Regions from separate parts of the Anas platyrhynchos genome. Here region 2 is linked to region 1. A link is a contact called in public Hi-C data. All regions are on one chromosome and are shown on one strand. The core of a region is the stretch at or near the end of the contact, and the rest is flanking DNA. Distances in the headings are between cores, read along the strand shown. Region 1 holds the start of ZNF451 (zinc finger protein 451). Region 2 overlaps DST (dystonin).

The links. Hi-C and Micro-C count contacts between places; a contact is called where the count stands out from the background.
Region 2: a Hi-C map of F1 follicle shows a contact between it and region 1, with 2.9 times the contacts expected there. The contact joins the enhancer-like site here to the promoter of ZNF451 in region 1. A contact is called at or near these places in 5 of 8 Hi-C or Micro-C datasets (F1 follicle, F5 follicle, liver and 2 more).

What each region holds. Positions count from the first base shown.
Region 1 is chr3:94,658,020-94,661,967 of IASCAAS_PekinDuck_T2T, forward strand. ZNF451 (zinc finger protein 451) reads right to left here and starts at 1,816. Exons shown (of 16, transcript XM_072036325.1): 1 at 1,581-1,816; 2 at 1,096-1,179. The coding sequence starts at 1,176.
Region 2 is chr3:94,708,303-94,712,250 of IASCAAS_PekinDuck_T2T, forward strand. The region is part of intron 3 of DST (dystonin); the gene reads left to right. Among named protein-coding and RNA genes, the nearest start is that of DST, 24 kb to the left of the region's middle. Within about 2 kb of position 2,004, at least 3 of the 8 cell types and tissues checked have an H3K27ac peak or open chromatin away from gene starts, as enhancers often do. A contact at or near this core is called in F1 follicle and subcutaneous adipose tissue, where this site is marked.

The DNA of each region.
Region 1 (3,948 bases), core at 566-3,065:
AACACGTGCAAAAACAAGAAAAAAAAGGTAGCAGAACCGCTGATTTTATACGTTTCTTTTCTTTCAGTTGGTGTTCTCAGTTCTACAGCAGCCCTTCAATCATTGCACGCCCAAAGCTATGTTAACTTCCTCATTCTTCGCCCAGCGTTTTAAGAAAGTGAGGCTTATACAATCATGCTACACATGAACGCTTGCCCGTTTATTTAAAGAACTCTGAACTCATTAGTCAATTCTGGTAAAATTCAACCAAAAGATCAAGAAGTCTCAGAGACGGTCAAGTACTTATAGGTTTAGCAAAAACATGTGTATGCCCCTTATACCTCAGCACCTAAATACCTGTGCAGAAAGGTGTACAATGAACTTAGACTTCATCAAACACCATGAAAAACAGGAAGAAATCTACTGCCACTTACTTTTTAGCATTAAAAACAAGAGAAATCCATAGGAAGCCACCCATTTTCAGTCCCAGCATCAATAAATGGCTTATCTCTTATTTGTGTGACTTCTGCTTTAGGATAAATCATCTTTCTGTTCTTCCACATGTGCCTGCCATCCAGCACCAATTGACTGATGCTGGATTGAGGCTAGAGCACTGCCAGCATGAAAAACACCCTCTTTTCCTTGGGTATTTGACAGATATAAGTATCTTAAGGTTAGGTGTGTGTAAGGTGAACGGGTAACTGGTGCTGTAGTGTAGGTACAGGACACTGCTTCACGATTTGAGAAGACTGCTTAAGGCCTCTTACCTCGTTACCTTTGATGAGGCTGCTCATTAAGCACCCCGCCACACGACCAGCAGTGCCTGACCTTGCCGTGTACCCCCCGGCCCCCTCACACCCCACACCCACCCGCTGGGCTGCTCGGCTCTAGGTTCGCCCTGTAGGACCGACTGGCATCACCCAGCACCTTCCCAACGAAGGGGCCAAAAGCACCTTTGATATAAGCTTGTTATCTGTTTAATACAAACTTGTTATCTTAAAGCTGACACCGACGACTTCAGATGTCACAATTTTTGCTGATTTTGGTTACATTTGAAGGGCACGCATTAAGTTTTCTGCCCCAAGCCCCCGTTTGCAGGCGCGGGGTCCTACTTACTCCAACAAACTCAATCTCGTCCTCGCTTTCGGAAGCCGACGACCTCCTCTCGGAACCGGCGGCCGAGCCGTAGGGCTCCATCACCTAGGGAGACACAAACCCCAAATCCCCTCACCACCGCGGATTTCAATTTGCCAGGCCCCCCCCCCACCCCAATCCCCAAACCGCGGCCTAACCCAGGCAGCGCCCCGCTGCCGGCGTCCCCAGGGGGAGAAGCACCCGTGGGGGCTCGGCACCGCCCCGGGGGGCTCGGCATGGCCCTGGGGGGCTCGGTACCACCCCGCTCGCCCCAAAACCCACCCTGGGGCTGCTGCCCGCTGCAGCGCCGCTTCCTCTTCCCCCGGGGGCGGCGGGGAAGGGGGAGAGGCGTGGCGGCAGCGCGGCTTGCCGGGACTTGTAGTCGCCGCCCGGCTTCACCCCCGTCCCTTTCCCCTTCTCCTTCTCCATCCCCTCCCCGCTACGGTGCACGGAGCCCGGGGACCCACGCGATGGTGCCGGGACCAGGACCGGGGCCGGGGCCGGCGCCGGCCATAGCGGCGGGCGGCGGCCAGGGCGCGGAGGCGGGAGCGGGAGCAGCAGCAGGAGGAGGCTGTGGGGCGATGGCGCCCGTGCCCTGCTCCCTGCTCGCCCCCCGGACACCGTTGTCCCGGCGCCGGTAGCCGGGCGGGGAACGTTGTGGCCGCCCTGCTTGAAAGAGGCTTCGGTTCTGAGGGCGGGGTGGGGGCAAAACGTGCCCCCCCCCCCCCTCCCGGGGCTCCCTCCTCATGCCCCCTGCCCCGCCCGCGCCATGTCTCAGGGGGTGGCAGGGGGTGGAAGCTGTGTGGTAACCACCGGGCCTCGGCTCTGGTGGCTTCATGCAGGGTGGGCAAGCTTGGAAGATCTAAAAGAAACATTACTCTGGGGATCTGCGACCCCTTTTCCCTTATAATTTGAGTTTCCTGGCTGGGGAATGCACTGCGGCAGCCAGGCTGTGTGGGGGAGCAGGGTGGGCGACGGGGATGGATGTCTGTGGTGGGCTCTGCTGCTACAAAATGCTGAGGGAAAATAAACGGGCTTGTGAATGTTAATGGATGAAATGTTGATATCTTGGAGACCTGTAACTGAAAATGATGAGATCCTGAAATAAAATGACACAGCTAAGATGAATTTTATTTATTTTATTGACTTGTTTTCTTGCCTTTTATCTACTACTGCTCTCCTCCCTTCACCCCAGTTACCTTGAGCCACCCCAAGTACATATGAATTGCCTTTGCTCAACGCATTAACGCTGGGTAAATAGGAACATGTAATGACACAGTTGCATGCCTACATGAAAGACCTAAATGCACACAAAGCACGTCACTATTCCTCCTTACTAAATTTTGTATACCTGAGGAAGATTTGAGGACAGTATGTTAAGTTTTGGTGATCTGGAAGCTTTGTGAAAGAAATAACGCATCACAGGGCACTTAAAGTCAGCATTAATTTAGTGCACTTTTCTTGTAAGCAAGTTACTGTACTGTAAGTTTTAAGCCCCATTTCATGTGTGAATGAAAACAGCTCTCTGGTAGATATACTGAGATGCTGAATGGCAAAAACCAACCAACCAACCACCACAATGACTGAAATATTTTTATATACATTTTCTGTTGTGTAAACTCAGAATTAGCCCCTTCAGTGAGATGTAATTCTTGTTTCTTTTTTACTGTTTGACTACTAATTAAAATAGACTAGGTAACAAATTTCTACAACTTCATCACTATTGAGGTGCATAAACAAAACTAAACTACTGCTTAGAAAATTCAAGTCCTTGTTGATGCCTAAAATTTCATATTTTGCATTTTAACTTATATGTGCTAACAGAACGTTGATAGCAGCTGTTCTGTTTGTAGCTTGTATTTGCACTTAGTTACTTGTTATTCTTGAAGGTAGATAATCTGATGTGCAATAATATTGGGTTAATAGAACAAGGTGGCATTGTTTTTTGAAACTGCTCCTCTATGAAAATGACACTGAATAGGAAATTTTCAGCAGTAACTCAAGTAAATGAAGCATGTTTGCTATTGCAGTGACCCATCCAAACATCCTCCGGCTACACAAACAATTATGGAAAAAAAAAAAAAGAATAGCAAGAGGATTGATACATGTAATCATGTCAGCATTGACAGTATGCTGATGAAACTCTGAACTCCAAAATAACAGTATTTTAGGTAATGCCTGGGAAAGTACAGACTTCTTAGGTTGTGGGGAAAGTTTTAGACAGTTCTTATGCAGACTCAGTTTCATGCAGAAGAGAAAAAATGCAGCCTGCAGCCTTTTTGGCTGGTAGAACAACTGCAATGCAGATTCACCATCTCACTTTTCATGAGTTGTTTTTTTTTTTTTTTTTTTTTTTTCTTTTTTTTTTCTTTTTTTTTTTTTTCTCTCCAAAGGTAGCAGCAGACAAACCTAGGAGAGCAGGGGGTACCCATGTTCTGCTGATGAGTTAAAATCTTCAAGTCCAAACCTCCAAGCGAAGTCTGAGGATTAAACAGGATGCGGAAGCTTTTTTTCTGAGCAGATCTCATTTTCTCACACAGGCTCAGCAGTATTATTGTCACCCAACTCCACATATTCATTATATGCCTTTAAAACAATTATAGAATTAAAAAAGATCCTCGCTCCTTAAAGTGAAACATTGCCTTTTTTACCGCTGATTTCCTTCTTGTATTAGCATTGCATACTGCCACCTACTCTTGATCTAGAAAATGTAGATGTATTTTTTGACTCTTATCTATATACTGTAAGTGAACTTGATGTGCATGAAAAACACTGAAAATACTACTTATTCAATAGTGCATTTTTTCAGCAAGTTTATCTTGTTCTTCACATAGC
Region 2 (3,948 bases), core at 754-3,253, 50 kb after region 1:
GTACGGTAGCAGGAGGCAGGTTAAAAAAAAAAAATCATTAATCAGCTATGATTTTGTTATGATGGTGTTGTTTGCACGACTAAAAATGACCAGTAATTGTCTCTCAGATGCCTAGTAATTATGAAGGCTAAATGCAGATGTTTCCTCTTCCTTCGCTGCCTCAGGAGCCAGTCTTCAGAGTTCTATTGTATAACATCCTACTGTGGCACATAAACACTGCATCTTTATATAGCAAGGGACTCCCTTTTCCATTAGTATTTATATATAACGTTGCACATGGGTATTATGCTGAAAGAATAGTTTGGCAAAGGCAAGTATTCAAACGTTAGGAAATGCTGGAATTAAGGCTACCCATGCAGCTTCACTTCGGTCGACTTTGCATCTGCATTGTCATACAGACTTTAAATGTATGATGGCATACTGTTTTCTCACAGGATGTACTCTGTATCCATTGCAGGGTGGAAGTGCTCTTAGGATGACTCTTATGTGTAGGAGTTCTACTGCAGAAGTTGTAGAGTGTGTAAATGAATAAAACAGGAGATTGCGAGAAGAGAAAGGATCTTTTATTTCTATAAAAAGCAGCGAGTGCTGCCTTGAAGAGTGAAGGATGGGCGCAAGGTCACTGTGAACTTACCAAACAACTGGCTTAAAACATTTTTTTTATCCTCCATTTTCTAAGGGCATGATTTAAAGCATGTAGTTGGGTTTCCTAAACTTCTCGAACTGCCATTCACCACTGAACTCCCCGTGTGCCGTGGTCTGCGTGTTGCTGATACATAATTGTAGTAACTCCTAAAAATGAGGCCCCTAGTATCTCAATTTGACCTAGGTACTAGAATTGTCTTCTTGCTTTCAGTTTGCGCCCTGTGTGATGTGGAAGATCATTCATACTTACAGAGCAGTGAGATACTACTGTAGTAATGAGCACAACAAAATGGTTTAAACAGAATTTTTTTTTTTTCATATTATTTGAATAGTATGAAATAAGTTTAGGGGCTGCCCTTTGAAATCAGGATGATAAAATATTGAACACCTGTTTATGGAGTGAATATTACTCATTGTTTGTACTAAATAGGAGCAAATGACTGTGGACACAATAGCATATGACCACATCATTACGACTGTGCCATGATAGGAAAAAAAGAAAAGGCTGAATGAAGCTTGTGTGGTGAACCTTGAGTCTGGAATGTGGTAACATTTTAGTGCTTGACCTTAAAAACAGTACTTTAACATAAACTTTGTGTCTAATTCCTTACTGTTGAAAAAAAAAAAAAAAAGTAAACTTAAAAATAAAGCTCTGTTGTGTGGCTCATCAGCAGGTTTTGACATTTGAACCAGACCACAGAAATTTCTGCTCTTGGAGCTCAGGCAGAGACTGACAATGTTTGTATTCCTCCTTGTGAATCCGTACCAAAGGGACGGAGGTAATGTTCCTAGAGGAGCCCTCAGGTGGCTGAGTTAGGTGAAATCCCAGTTTTCCTACAGGTCCCTTAGGGGAACGTGCTTTTTTTGTGCTCATTCTTCCCAAGCTACCATTTTTCTACCCTGTCCCTCCAGCCCGCTCCTGACCTGCCTCTGTCCCACCACTGGCTCCTTTCTCCCACCTGCTCAGTCTTGCTCCTCCGTCCTTACTCCTCTGCCAACCTCAGCCCTTGTCTCTCTCCTTGTCAGCCCTCGAATCGCTCCTCTGTGTCACACCCTCTGCGTGTGACATCCCCAGGCTCACCTGCTCAGTCAGCGTGATGCTCAGAGGCACTTGTTCAGCCAGCTCTTTGATTTCTGTTTTTCCCTGTGGCCTCTGGCTATGTGCTCCTCGTTAGCTTCCTTGGCTCTTGTTTGCCTCTCCTCAGGTCCTACCTTCCTCGTTCCTCAGAGAACCTCGTTCAGAGCCTCTTGCTGAGGCAATACCAGCTTCATGCCAGCACATCAGATCCTTAGCTCTCCCTGGTCTCTCTCTCCAGCACTGCTGGTTACTGGCCCCAGCCGTTGCCTCGCATCTCTGTTTCTCCTCTAGTCTTTATCCAGCCTGTTTGCCCTTGAACACTTTTTCTCCTCAGCTCCAGCTCCCAGACTTTATTTCTGGAGTCAGCCAGTCTCCGTGTTTGTCCCTCAGCCTGTCACTCCCGGCGTATTTCTCCAGCCCTTTCCTCCCGTGTGCTGGTTCCGGTGTTTGTCCTCCCTGCGCTCAGATCGTACGGCTTCTTCCTCTTGCTGGCTGAGTACGGCCGGCCAAATCACCAGGAGCATAAAAGAAACAGCCTCCCTCCTGGCAGGTCTGCTGCCTGCCCTCCCTGGCTCTCCATGCTTCTTGCTCACACTGCCATCAGCCTGCAACCTCAGCAGGCAGCTGTTAGATGGAGAGATCAATGCTGCCTCCGTATCTGCAGGCTGGAAGGATCCTGCTCAGCTCCTCAGCGAGGATGGTAGGTGTCCTGACATCGGAGGGAAGGGCTGCGAGGGCGGACTTGGCTTGGTGGTCAGGCCGTGATGGTGGGGCACTGGCCTGGCAGCTGTAGGAGTCCTCAGAGGCTTTGTTTAGTGAGTGCCAACCTGAAGAGATTTTAGCTACATAGATAAATTTAAATGTTACATTTGGCCTTGCTTTACTTTTTTTTCCCTCTTTTTATTTTTTAAGTTCTGGTAAAATCACACTGGTAGTCACCTGAGCCCTAGGAATAGTGAAGCTTAATGTTGCAGAGAAGGTCTATGAGATGACAGGGACAAGCAGATAAGAGATTAAAAGAAGTTGGCTTGCTCAGCAAAACCAAAAAACGCTGAGAGGAGGTACAGTGCAGGCTATGAACGCATCAGCGAAGCAAAAAACATATTTAAGGAAATGAATGCTGTTGTCACAAAAACTAAAGACCAGGTATGAATTTCAGGTGGCAACTAAAGGAAAATTACTTCTAATCAAGGGAACAGTAAGTTCTGGAGCAGTTTTCTAGTCAGAGTAGTGAGATTCAACCCAAGCTTTCAAGAGCTTTACTTTATACTCCCTGATGCCAAGGCTAGCAGATGATATTTATATTTTAAAGACTTAGCACTGGCAAATTTAGACAAGCCTTTAAGAAAGAGGACAAAAGGTCTGTGTCTAGCATGAAGAATATTGAGAACTGAAATCTGTTCTGAAGCCCAGAGTCCTCAGAAAACCTACTGGATATTTTCATCAGTCCTGCTCTCAGGCTTCTGAGTCAGCCTTTGAAAAATTTGGGGAAAATCCAGCTTTGGGCAGGGAGTGTTTTCAACCAAACATAAGATGAGGCAACTGAAATTGATTTTACAAGAGAAAACAATTTGATAATTATTAACGGTATTAACTGCTGTTGTGTAATACAAGAACTTACATTTTCAAATGGTTAAATATTGATTGAATGCTGTTATGCAACTTTTACAACAGCTTAAAAAGAACAAATGAATGTTTAAGCCTAAAAGGAGGGTAACCTGTCAGTCAGGAATGTTAACATTCATGACTGAAAGCAGAATATCAATACCAATATTTTAGATTTCCATTACGTCATTTAAAAAAAAAATCTTCTAAGTCTTCCTTTTTTTTTTTTTTTTTTTTTTTTTCCCTTGAAACAACCTGTGCCCATCAGAGATTCAAAAATTATTTAAAAATTTAATTTGCCTTTTTTCTGTCCATAGTGCTTTCATACTCTGATCTACCTTTTACAGTTGGGGTAATTTGTTTTTTTTTTTTTTTACTAAAACATTATATGTAATCTACAGTGAGAAGTATAGGAGGCTGAGAAAAGCATTTGAGGCTAGGCGATTTCTTCTTCCAGACTCTTTGTCTGTTGCATGATTGGTCCTGTGGGCTTAGGAAGCAGATAAAATTACCTGTGCCCTCCTCAGACCATAAGCTTATCTGTCACTTCATTCTCTTCTGTGCCTGACAGACTAGGAGGATCTGAGTGAATGCAAGATAGATACAATTTAAAGTTAATA